Regions from separate parts of the Sus scrofa genome. Here region 2 is linked to region 1. A link is a contact called in public HiChIP or PLAC-seq data. All regions are on one chromosome and are shown on one strand. The core of a region is the stretch at or near the end of the contact, and the rest is flanking DNA. Distances in the headings are between cores, read along the strand shown. Region 1 overlaps LOC100626276 (a long non-coding RNA gene). Region 2 has its middle 170 kb from the start of UACA.

What was found. HiChIP or PLAC-seq counts read pairs in DNA pulled down with a chosen protein or histone mark.
Region 2: an H3K27ac HiChIP or PLAC-seq map of alveolar macrophages shows a contact between it and region 1. The contact joins two enhancer-like sites. A contact is called at or near these places in 2 of 2 datasets of contacts at active chromatin or transcription factors (alveolar macrophages and skeletal muscle).

The regions. Positions count from the first base shown.
Region 1 is chr1:167,535,601-167,541,865 of Sscrofa11.1, forward strand. LOC100626276 (a long non-coding RNA gene) reads left to right here. Exons shown (of 3, transcript XR_131319.4): 3 at 359-5,617. Among named protein-coding and RNA genes, the nearest start is that of RPLP1, 240 kb to the left of the region's middle. Within about 2 kb of position 3,276, at least 22 of the 83 cell types and tissues checked have an H3K27ac peak or open chromatin away from gene starts, as enhancers often do. A contact at or near this core is called in alveolar macrophages, where this site is marked.
Region 2 is chr1:168,276,063-168,282,327 of Sscrofa11.1, forward strand. No RefSeq gene overlaps it. Among named protein-coding and RNA genes, the nearest start is that of UACA, 170 kb to the right of the region's middle. Within about 2 kb of position 2,284, at least 4 of the 83 cell types and tissues checked have an H3K27ac peak or open chromatin away from gene starts, as enhancers often do. A contact at or near this core is called in alveolar macrophages, where this site is marked.

The DNA.
Region 1 (6,265 bases), core at 2,026-4,525:
ATTAGCTCTGTATAATCTCAGGCAGCAATGTTCCTAGCAGCAGCAGGGTCTCCTTATCCCTTCAGATGAATTTTTCCTCCTTCCTAGGGCCTTCCTACTTCTCCAGCCCCTTTCTTCCAAAAGATCGAATCTTGGCCCCATTTCTGCAGGTTTCTCGCAAGCTTATCTCTGACCCCTGCTTCAAGTTTATAGGGAAAAAGACGACTGTGGATCAAGACAGTCTAATCCTAGCACTGTCTACCCTGAGACCTTTGACTATACACTTTAACTTTTCTGAGAGCTGTGCTTTTCTCATTTGTATGAAGTAAAATAGCTTATTGCAATGGTTCATTCCTTTAACAGCTTTTTTTTCCCCTAGTACCTGCAATATGCCAAGCACTGTGCTGCTAGGTGCTGTGATACAGGAGTGGGAAAACCAGAGACCTTCTGGAACAGCCACAGGAATGAAACTTCGCTGGGTGATTGATGGGCTCAGGCAGGGGTTGGCAAACTTTTTCTGTAAAAGGCCAGATAGTAAATATTTTAGGCTTTACTCTGCCATTTTAGCACCAAAGCAAAGCAGCCACAAACAACACATAAACAAATGGGGGTGGCTATGTTCCAGTGAAACTTCACAGAAACAGGCAGCAGGCCAAATTTGACCTGCAGGCAGTAGTTTGCCTACTTCTGAACTAATGTGTTAATACTTTTGGACGGGCGGCCGGTTCTGGATCACTCCAAGAAGGTGCCTTCCAAATTGTCTCCTTGAGGATTCATCCTTGAACGCTGGGAGTGTGTCTGGAGGGTCTCCAAATGCCTTTCTCACCCTCTGCAAAGTTTCATTCCTTTTGCTTATGTGGAGCTGGATGTGTCAGATCCCAAGCTGGCTTAATTAGCTTTTCCAACCTGCTTCCCTAATGATGAAGGGTGAATTCCATAGTATTCAGTGGTCCCTTTTTAACAGATTCAACAAACACGCCAAAGAGGCGACCTGTTCGGCACAGCTGGACTGGGAGGGCAAAGTCTCTCCTCCTCTCAGGACTTGAGTTTGCCTCTCTGGAAAATGAGAGGGCTGGACCATCAGCTTCCCAAACCTGAACACTCACTGAAGGATGAAGGGTGCTGGTTAAAGACACCGATTCCACAAAGATACATATACATTCTTTTTCTCATATGTATGATGGGGTCTCTTCGCTGTACAACAGAAACTGACGGAACACTGTAAATCAACTATACTTTAATAAAGACATTTTGTTTCAATAAATTGGGTTAACTCTTTGAATCAAATGAGAGCAGGCTTTACAATTCAGATTCCTAGGCCCCCCACTTTGGGCCCATTGTTGCACATTCCAGAGGTGGCCTGGGGACTTTGGACTATTAGCACATGTCCCAGATGTCTCTGGAGGAGGACGCTCCAAGGAGCGGAGAATGTGGCCTCTTGAGGCTCTGATGTTCAGGGGATGGCAGCAGCGTCAAGGGAGCCCGTCTCCTTCTCTGGGCTGGGCTGTGGTGGGACAGAGAAGGGTGGTGGTGAGGATCATTATCTTGTCTGCAAGGACGCGGCAGGATGTGGTTGACCCGAACTTCCCGCGAAGGGGGGCGGGGACCAGAGAACATGGGGAGAGATTCGTAGCCCGGATGGCAGCTCAGCCCGAAGGCCGAGACTGTGCTCAGTGGGGAGTGGGAAGTGAGGGCCTGGCCCCACCTCCTCGCTCTGACCTTGGCAGGTCATCTCGCACCTCCCAGAGCCTCAGTCTCCTCATGTGTAGAGTGGGGATGCTGATGGGTCATTGCGAGGACACCATAAGGAATGGTGACGATGACAAAATTTCTCTCTCAATTAATGCCAGGGAAATTCTCTTTCCTTGGGATGAGCATCCCCGTGAAAAGGGCCAAGGCCAAGGCCAGGAACCTGCTTCACAGGGTGCATTTTATTGATGACTCACTGCTTTGCCGTGGAGTGAGTGAGACCCTTGGCTTTACTGGCTTCGCTTTGCTTGACTGTTTAATGGGTTGCTTCCCCTGGCCCTCTCAGGATTCTTAAAGGCTGGATGAGACTCTGAATTTGGAAGTGCCCTTGTGTGGTCAGGGACTATGGCAAACATGTCCCATACCATCTTTGTTAGGCAGGGAAGTGTCTGACTTTCATAATGTCCTTGTTTTCCATTTGTCCTTTTTTAGACAAAGGAAGTAAAAAAGGATACACCCTGAAAGACTTTGTCAAATACCTTCTTCTCCCTTAGATTTGTTTTCCTTGGAGTTTAGCAGCTGATTAAGAAATGGCCACTGGATATCAACAGTGTGTGTAGCCTGGTGCCAGGTGTGGGAAGGGGGGTCCCTAACCATGAGAAGCTCACACCTAGTTTGGAAGGTAACACATGTGAAACAGCAATGTAACGATGCCAGTGGTGGTGATGATGCTGGAAATGCTGGGTACTGATCACGCCTCACACACACAAACCATCGTACAGTTATATAAGCAGCCTTATGACCATCCTCTTACTTCATATTCAAAACTATCCCCCAAAAGCCCCCAATTTCAAGGATGAACAAATGGAGAGTCATGACTTCTCTGAGATCAGATAAGAACAGAGCTGAGGTGGATTCACCAGTGCCATTGTCCCAAGACACCCCAGCTTTCTTCCTTGAAATTGCAACAAAGCATTGCAAAATGCATACCGTCATTAGAGAGTTACATGAGTCATCGCCATATGGGAAGTGAATGTGAAAAGGCAGGTCAGGAGATGGGGGGGGGGGGGGCGCAGTGATCAGAAGAGGCTCCGAGGAGAAAGGAGCAACTGAGTGGAGCCCAGGAGGCTGTGTGGTATTTGGATGGGATCTGGAGATGGGATCGCCACAAGCGGTGGAGATGGGAGTCTGAGTGGCACTCTGGGCAGGAGGAAACATGTAGGTATGAAAGGAAGCGAGTGCAAGGTGTGTCAGGAAACACCAGACCCTCATTTGACCAGAATGGGGGTGCATACATTAGACCTGCTCGAGAAAAGGAGGCATTGGGGATGGTTTCCCTTCTTTTGCCATAGGTGGGAGGGTCCCACCATCTTCCCTTTGACATCATTGTCCCTTTCAACCCCAAGTCCGTTTATAATCAAATCAAAGAGTAATCAAAGCAAAGGACTGTTTGCAGTCTTAGCCGAAAGACGCAGCCTGCCACTTCCGACTTTCGTTTAAAAGTGTCAGAGAGCTGCTGAAACAGGAACAGCACTGAGGCAGCGAGAGCAGCCCTGACTCACCAGGAGCACATCAAAGAAATAGCAGTGATAAGGGGCTGGCTGTAATGGTGCGTGTGAGCAAAGTTTTCCTGACACCCCTTGAGGCCTGGAAGGGCCCTTCTGGGCAGCCTCATTGTGGAAAGCAGCATGCGGTTTTCAGAATCTGGATGACTCACCACATGGGCAGGGTTTGGGGACAGAGAGGTAGTCGTGGTCTGCTGGGATGCTCGACCCAGAGCCCAGGCCTGGGGCCCTGGCTCACTGCACATGTCAGGTCTCCAGTGAGGTGAGATTCACCGGTCCAACCAAGCATCCATCCGTGTGTCCATCCATCCAACCATCTGTCTATTTAACAAATTATTCCAAGCACCCACTTTCTGCAGCCCCTCTGCGAAGTGCAAAATGATGTCGTGGTGACCAAAAGACACAGGCCCTGGCCTCATGGGGCAGTCTAGTGAGGGAGAGAAGGGTTGAAGAAATGATGACATGGGTAACTGAGTCACTGCTGCAATACGAGCTAGGAAGGGAAATACAGGGACTCTGAGGGTGGATGTGTAATAGGAGAGCTGACCTGGTCTGGGAAACCGGCTGATGAGCAGGGGCAGATGCTAAAAATGGATGAGACAGACGAGTAACTGTGCAATCGGTGTCTTAGCACCATCTCCCCCATCATCAGGGACAGTAAGAGCATAGAACTCACCCTTGTTCTTTCAAACTCCTTCACCCCTCCCCTCCCCCTTTTTTTCTACACACACACACAGCCTATGATGAGTTAATGGAAAAATCATGTGCTTTTGGTTCTCACAGACTTGGGTTTAAATCCCACATTCTCAATGTACTATCTCTGTGGCTTTGAATAAACCAAACGGGATCTGTTTTTGCTGTGTCCCCTAAGTTTTGGCATATTGTGTTCTTGTCTCATTTGTCTCTAAACATTTTCTAATTTCCCTGGTGACGTCTTCTTTGATCCATTGGTTGTTTGGAGTGTGTTTGTTTGATTCCCACAAGTTTGCGAATTTTCCAGTTTTCCTCCTGTTGTTAATTTTTAACAAAATCTTGTTGTGAAGATACTTTGTATAATATTTTTATAAATCTGTGGAGACTTAATTTGTGGCCTAACACATGGTCTTATCCTGGAAGATGTCTCATGTGCACTTAAGAACACATATTCTGTTGTTATGTCAGATGTAAAGCATTCTGTGTACATTGTTAGATCCAGCTGGTTTCATGTGTTGTTCGAGTCCTCTGTTTCCTCACCTCCTTCTGACAATTTTACCCATTACAGAAGATGAAGAATTCATAGCTCCTGTCATGATTATAGACCTGTCCATTTCTCCCTTCAGTTCTGTCCATGTTTGCCTCATGTATTTTGATGGCCTGTTATTAGGTGCGTAAATGTTTGTAATTGTCATAGCTTCATGCTGTATTCAATCTTTTATTAATAGAGGCACTCCCACTCTCTTCTGGTTTCTAGTTGCATGATCTATTTTTTCTATCCTTTCACTTTCAAACTATCTGTGTCTGAATATAAAGCGAGTCTTTTGTAACTAGTATATGTTGGGTCATGGTTTTTAATCCATTCTGCCAATCTCTCCGTTTTCATTGTTGAGTTTAATTTGCTTACATTTAATGATATCACTAATAATAAGGCTTACTCCTATCATTTTGCTTTTGTTTTCTACATGCTTTACAGGTTTTGTGTCCCTCATTTCCTACATTACTGTCTTTTCTGTTTAGTTGGGGATTTTCTGTAGTGAAATGTTTTAATTCCCTTCTCATTTCCTTTTATATATATGCTATACCTATTACTTATCAGTTATTGATATCAAAAATTACGTTTTTACACTATGCATCTAAAACCAAAGTAATTGTTGTTTTTTAGTGCATTAGTCTCAAATTACGTAGAAACTGTAATATGACTTTATGAACCAAAATTACAGTAATATTAGTTTTCAGATAGGTAATAGCTTTTAGCTTTTAAATTTAAAATATTTGCCAGCCCTTTATGGCCGCCTGGGTTTTTAGAGGAATTGGTCTATGGGTTGCAGCTGCCTAGATATAAGCCAGGATTCTGGAAGAGTTGGTTGGTCCCTGAGGAGGAGTCCTGCACATCACAGCCCAGGACATCCAAGAGGGTGGATATTGCACCATGGATGGAAGTGGTTTTGAAACTGGAGGGCTTTGAAAGAAAGCAGGGTCTTATGTATTGTTATAGCTCTCAACATTTTCAGACCAGGAGATGCTCCTTAGCCCTAGGGGTCTTTGCTCAAGCTCTTCCCCCTGCTGAGAATGTCCTATCTCCTTTGTGTACTTGCTGTCATCCCTAATCTTCCAAGTGTGCCTTAACATCTCCCCTTATTTCCTAATGAAATAATTAGGCACGTGAGCAAAGAAATGTATAAACCTATGAATGTGTGTGTATGTGTATATATATATATATATATTTTTTTTTTTGTCATTTTGCTGTTTCTTTGGGCCGCTCCCGCAGCATATGGAGGTTCCCAGGCTAGGGGTCGAATCGGAGCTGTAGCCACTGGCCTACGCCAGAGCCACAGCAACTCGGGATCCGAGCCGCGTCTGCAACCTACACCATAGCTCACGGCAACGCCGGATCGTTAACCCACTGAGCAAGGGCAGGGACCGAACCCGCGACCTCATGGTTCCTAGTCGGATTTGTTAACCACTGCGCCACGACGGGAACTCCTATATATATATTTTTTTTAAGGACCATCTCCAGTCTTAAAATAGTGCCCAGCTAGAAGGAAACATATTCCATATGTGTCTAATTCACTTGTGTAACAAAATACAAAGGTTAGAGGTCTCCCCTTGCCCTTTCTTTCTAATTTAAAAGGAGCTATTTGATGTCCTGGAACCCCGTGGAGGCTTTTTATTGCCCTTGTAGACTGAACAATAAGAGTCTAAGAGGCAGAGTGTTGGTAGTTTAGGGTGAAAAACCAAATAACCCAAAACAATCTAAGTTAGATGGAGGTTGGGAATCTCAAGAAATTTGGAAAGGGTTCAGATTGGGGTTCTAGGTTAGTGTCCTAAGATGGAGC
Region 2 (6,265 bases), core at 1,034-3,533, 740 kb after region 1:
CCCATTTGCAGCCCCAAGCCTGGCAGATGCAGGTCTGGTTTTCTGGTATAAAGAGAAAGCAACTCAGAAAATCCACATTGGCCAAGGGACACACAGCCCTCTGATGTCCATGAGGCTAAACCAACTGCTGTCCCTCTTGGTCATCTTCTAGGAACTGGCTGGGAAATACAGAGGCTACCCCTCACCTATTCTAGGATCAGACTAGTCTTCCAGGATGAGACTTTGAGACACTCATTTCCCAGGATCCTGGAAGTTTCTCCTCCCAGAGCAGGTGCTAACTGGCCACAGCAACAGTACTGCAACCTACTTCAGTAAGAGCTGGAGCCTCTTCTTCTGGGTGTCACCCATTCCACCTTAACTGCTCCCACCTTTGAGGACTATGGCAGCTTGCTCCTTTAAGTCAAGGTCTTAGCTTTAAAAAAACAAAACAAAACAAAAAACAAGGAGTTCCTGTTGTGACTTAGTGGAAAATGAACCCAACTAGTATCCATGAAGATGCAAGTTCAATCCCTGGCCTCATTCAGTGGGGTAAGAATCCGGCATTGCTATGAGCTGCGATGTAGGTCACAGACAGGGCTCGTATCTGACAGTGCTGTTGCTGTGATTTGACCCCTACCCTGGGAATTTACATATGCCATGGGTGTGGCCCTTAAAAGCAAAAAATAAAAATAAAGATTTAAAATTTAAAAAAATTTTAAAAACCCCAAAACCCATGGTCCGAAGTAAAACGAAGAAACAAATAGGGACCCACAGCTGGATCTCCATTTTCTCCAGCACTATCTCCATTTTCCACATTATCTTGAGTCTTTGATTTTCCTTTTCTCTCCTACTCCAGAACCATTTGGCTGACCCATTTTTCAGAGGACTCTGCATCCACGGAACAAGAGACCCAAGGAGATGTCCCACTAACACATCCACCACACTAGGGGTTAGAGATTCCCCTAAAACCTCTATGGGAATTTAGAGAAGGGGCTGCTCCTGTTCTAAGGCAAAATTAGAGTTCTTTGCCTACATTGGGTGCCCAACTGGCACAAGAATTGACCATAATTGTCTCTTTTATTTCCAAGAATAAACCAGAATCCCAAAGCTATCTCTAGCTGGCCCCACCTAGCCAGTTGGCGGGTGCTTTGGGGACTCCTGTGACCTCAAGGTCTCCCAGCAGAGGCCTGCCAGGTCTATGAAAAGCTTCCCTGGGTCTGGTCTGGGCAGCAGCCAGGGTCCAGCAGCTGCACGGTCGCAGTACCTTTGGGCAACACCCAGGAGCCAGCAGGGCCTCAGCAGTAGTTCTGGGGAGTGATTTTGCCTGGGGTTCTTCCTTTTGTTCCTGTGCCTTTGGAAGGTCTGCGTGTTCCTCTTCCTGGTGATTCTGTGAGCCACCCAACAGCTTTTCTGCTTCAAAAGAAAAAAGAGCCTGCAGGCACACACATGAGAGAGAGAGAGAGAGAGCAATAAAGAGAGATGCAAAGCTAGTGACACAGAGACAAAGAGACAGAAAGAATGAACATATTCTAATCCCTGGAACTGTCATCAAGCCATGGGCACTGGTCTCTGTCCTTCTTCTGCTTCCTCTAGACTGAGATTTCTGGCTGCCCACACCTCCTCTGACACGGAGATACATATGTACAACTAACTTTGCTCACATTCCACTCTGCATTTTCCAAAATCTTGGCTAGAAGGGACACGGTCCATCCCCCAGCTCCTGGTCTGTTTGTGTTCATTCCTCCTCAAGACAGCAGGGCTGCGGGCAGGGAACCAGGCGGAAGCAGAGGTGGTCGGCATTCAGAGTCTGAGCTGTGACAAGGAGACAAATCAAATGCCACAGAAGTTTGCCCCATGATTTTAAACTCTTCAAAATCGACACACAAACACTGGCCCCAAAGATTTCTCTTTAACTTATTTTAACTTTAACTTGAGGGGTGATCTCCACCCAGCTGTGGTATTTACACAGTCAGGGAGCATGGCCACGCCATTTGAATTTCTTTTGATCCACCACCTAACTTTCAGGATGAGCTAGGTGTTGCTTTGTTAAGAAGGGTAACTCAATGCCACTTTGAATGAATGAATGAATGAAAGGAAAGAGTTTCAGTTAAAAATTGATAGTGAAACTTGAAGTGAATTTTAATAAGCTCAACCCTGTGAGAAAACACTTAAACAGAACAAACCACCAGAGATGACTCTAAAGCAAATGCAAAATTGAGGAAACATTCTGTGTCCACTCAGAATGTCAGGGAACTCAGAGTAAAGGACAGTTTGTTGTTGGAAGGAGATGTTGAAATGGGTGAGTCCCACTCAGTCTAGAGGAAGCAGTCTAGTCTGACGGCCACGGGGACTTGCTCTGGGTAGCTATGCCACCACAACCCTTGCAACATCGTCCCGACCAGCTAACCACAGCCGCCCGGTCCATCTTACCGGGCTGGTCAGCTACCCCGAGCTGGCTCCTATTGACATGGCTCCCTCCCTGCGATTCCTGGGTGGCAGTGGAGAACCTGGGCCCAGGAATGAGAAGGCTTGAGTCCTGGCTTCACTGCTTGCGGGCACTGCTTGCCCTCTCTGGTTTAGAATGGAAAGAATAACAGGAACTCTACCAGTATTCTTGGGAGGATTAGATAAATTAATCCATATAAAGGTGTATCAGCCCAGCTTCAGCCAAAGAAATAAAACCGGCAGGATATACATACGAAGAGATTTGTTGCAAGGAATTGGCTTTTGTGATGGTGGGGCTGGCTGATGCATCTGAAATCCACAGGGGAGCTTGTTGGGAAAGGCAGGCTGGAACTCAGACACAGGCTGAAGCTGCCAGCCCCAGGTGGGGTTTCCTCTCCTTCAGGGAAGCCTCAGCTCTGCTCTTAAGACCTTCCAACTGACTGAGTCTGGCGCACCCAGACTGCCTAGGATCCCCTTTACCGAACGTCACTGGTTTGAGACTTTAAGGACATCTGTCTTCACAGCAACAACTTAATTAAGAGCTGAAAACTCAGGCCTAGGCAAAGTGACATATAAAACTGCCCCATCACAAAAGGGTCACCACCAGGGCTGCCTCCTGGAAATTCATCACTCAGTAAAGTTCTGCTGTTATTTTTTAGGATTCTAAAGCATCTCCTGTGGAGTTGACATAATGAGTCAAGCTCTGCCACTTTTAGCCTCCACGTTGCATGGCTCATAGCATTCTCTTCCTTACTTCCAAATCTTCTTCCAAAGAAAAAACTCACGCCAAGGAACCAAAAGGAAGGTGACCCTCTTTTACTCATCCTTTCAGCAAGCACAACCTGGGCGCACTCTGCACCAGCCCAGGGCCAGGAGCTGTACAAGCAGATGCAGGTACACATCAGTCCCCAGCCTCCACACAGCAACCCACCCTCCTTGGTTCCTCTTCTCTGGTCAAGCACACCCTGCCAGGCCTGCTGTGGGCCTTCTTTCAGCGGTCCTACCTTGGCACCTGGCCAAGGGGGCAGAAACCCAGCCCATGCTCTGAACTATGCACCCACCCAGAGAGGCACATTTTCTAAATCACTCACAGGACCCAAGAAGCTAGTGGCACCCTGGTAGCGCATGAAACCATAGACATCAACAGAGGAGAGATGCTCCCCAGGGAGTCACATGCTCTTCAATGTGTGACATCACAGGGCACACACGTGATGCAGTGAAAAGCACCTCTCAGACCCTCAGAGCTATTCTGACCTGCATGCCCTTCTAATTCCCCATCCTGGTGGCCTCTGCCCTTCTTGCTCAGCCCCACTTCCCTTCACCTTATCTCCTCCAATCCCCAGAAAAATGATGCCCTGTCCAGTAGCAACTCTTGACCTACTCCTTCATCCCCGCCTGAAGCTGCCCTGCCCCCATGGCATGGTGATAGTGCCCACTCCTAGGACAAGCCCGTCCCAGGTCCACAGTTCTCTGTCAGTCTCTCCTCATCCAGTTCTCATCTTCCCTTGCAGAACCCATGATGCCCCAGAGAGCCCCTGACACCCTTTCTATGAGCTATACTTTCTAGTTACTTGAGTTTAGCCAAGCAACTTAACCTCTCTGGGCTTGAACTCCTCTTCTGCAAAATAGATATGATGATAAAACTCGTTTTAAGGAGTTGTCATGAGAAGCAAATAAAATAACATATTCAAAGTGTCTGACACATAGAATCCAGGCCATCTCCCAAGTGTCCAGCCTCCCTGGCCAGCTCTTGCCGCTCACCCTCCCTGCAAGCTTATATTTATCAAGTCTAGGAATCCCACACTTAACCCATCCGATTTCCTGGCATCCTGGCTCCAGCTTACCTACCCAGGACACCATGGTGCTAGAAGAAAGAGTACGTTTGCCTTTGTATCTGCTGGGGAAGGCCTCCTACCCATCAGTGGGACCCGGAATAACATGCAGGATTTGAACTGTTGGCATTATGATCAAAGGGAGAATGTGGGGAGTTTTATGACAAAGAATTCATTTTACAGAATGAGAAACAGGTGTAGCATTCCCCGTCTCCTCTCAATCTGCCAGTGATCCCAACAATATGCAGAGGACCCCAATCTGTACTGAACCCCAGCACAGAGGAAGCACTTTGTCACCTGTCAAGCACTGTATCAATGTCAGCCATTATACTGTAACTTAATTCCTCCAGCTCCTTGTAAATGCAGGGCCCCACTCCAGGCAGGATTGGGCTGCTTCTCCCCACTTGACCTTGGAGAAATCTACCTCTTCTCTAGAATAGGAGCATAGTGACCAAGGAATTTCCATATTTGGCACCCTGGGGGCCCCAGCCCTCATGCTGCAACACCGACCAGGGGCTCTAACTCCAGGCAGGTTTGGAAATCTTAGCGCTATGGGGACCTGGGGCTGGAGAGTTTTCCACTGGGGGTGTGCACTGCAGGATCCTCGCAGCCCTCCTCGTCCATCCTCCCCGGATGCCAGGAGTGCCGACTCCCCAGTGCTAAGAACAAAAAGAGTCTCCAGACGTTGCCAAAATTGCCTCCAACTGAGAACCACTGGTCAAGAGCTGTCCAAGCTGCTCACTGTGTTTCATGAGTTTCACCATGGCCCAGCCACCCACTGCTCTCCATCCACAGCACAAGCCTCCACTCCACACTTGCACTGGACAATTCACAGAGCCAGGTGGCCGTGGTGCCCAGGGCCTGCTTCTGAGTCAAGCAGCTGGAGGTCTTGTGAGCCTGTGACTCTGGCCACCCGGATCTCTGTCCTGCACTAGCCTCTGTGACGTCACTTGCTTGGGTCAGGACTCTTTAACTGCATGGTGATGCCCCACCCCTGACCAGGCTTTGGGGACTGGAGTAGGGTGTCATGGAAACAGGATGCTGGGAAGACAACAAAGAGAGAAATAAAGGTAACCTGGACCACACAGTGCAGGAGGCCTCAGCTCTCCAGAACCCATTAGGTGACCAGTTCACTCTCCCGCTCTATAATTCCACATTTTCTACAGTGATGACATACCACCTTTTAAATCATTTTCAAAGCCTTTATTTAAAGTAATACATCTACTGCTAAATAATAACTATCAAAGGCTATAATTCCTAAACTGGGATTTTTAAAAAAAAATTTCTAGTTTGAACTGGCTGTGTTATTTTTCCAAGATGTATTTTTGTTACCAGATGGGGCAATTTTTATTTCACTCAAGTCAAGTGGGCATGGGTAATAACATAAAAATAAAAACAGAAGGGAACTGAGCAGCTAGTTTTATTGTTTTAATCCCATCACTTTTGGAAGAAAATAAATCAGCCTACTCTCACTGCCCCTTCCATCATTCCCACCAAATTAATCTTTCTATAATTATTGCAGTGCAAACATACATGGTACATATTAGATATAGGGTCACATGTACTTCACCAAAATGTAGTTATGCTATATCTTTCTGCAACTTTAAAAATCACTTAACTTTTGGGAGTTCCCTGGTGGTCTAGTGGTTAGGTTTCAGTGCTTTTGTGGTTGTGGCCCAAGTTCAGTTCTTGGTCTGGGAACAGAGATCTCATATCAAGTTGCTGCATGCTGCAGTTTAAAAAAAATTAATTAATTAAAATATTATAAAATATACATTAAAAAAAACCAAGAAACTTTTATCAGTGACCCACTTTCCTTGGTGGGGTCTCAGGAAACTCACTGCCTGTTTCAAATACCAGCTCTGACTTCTCATAGCTGTGTGACCTGGTGAAAGTTAATAACCTCTCTGTGCCTCTTCTGAAACATGTGGACGACATTGTTTACTGTTGAGTAGGTGAAAGAAGGTCATGTATGGGGAAGAACTCAGAACAGTGCCTAGCCCATGGCA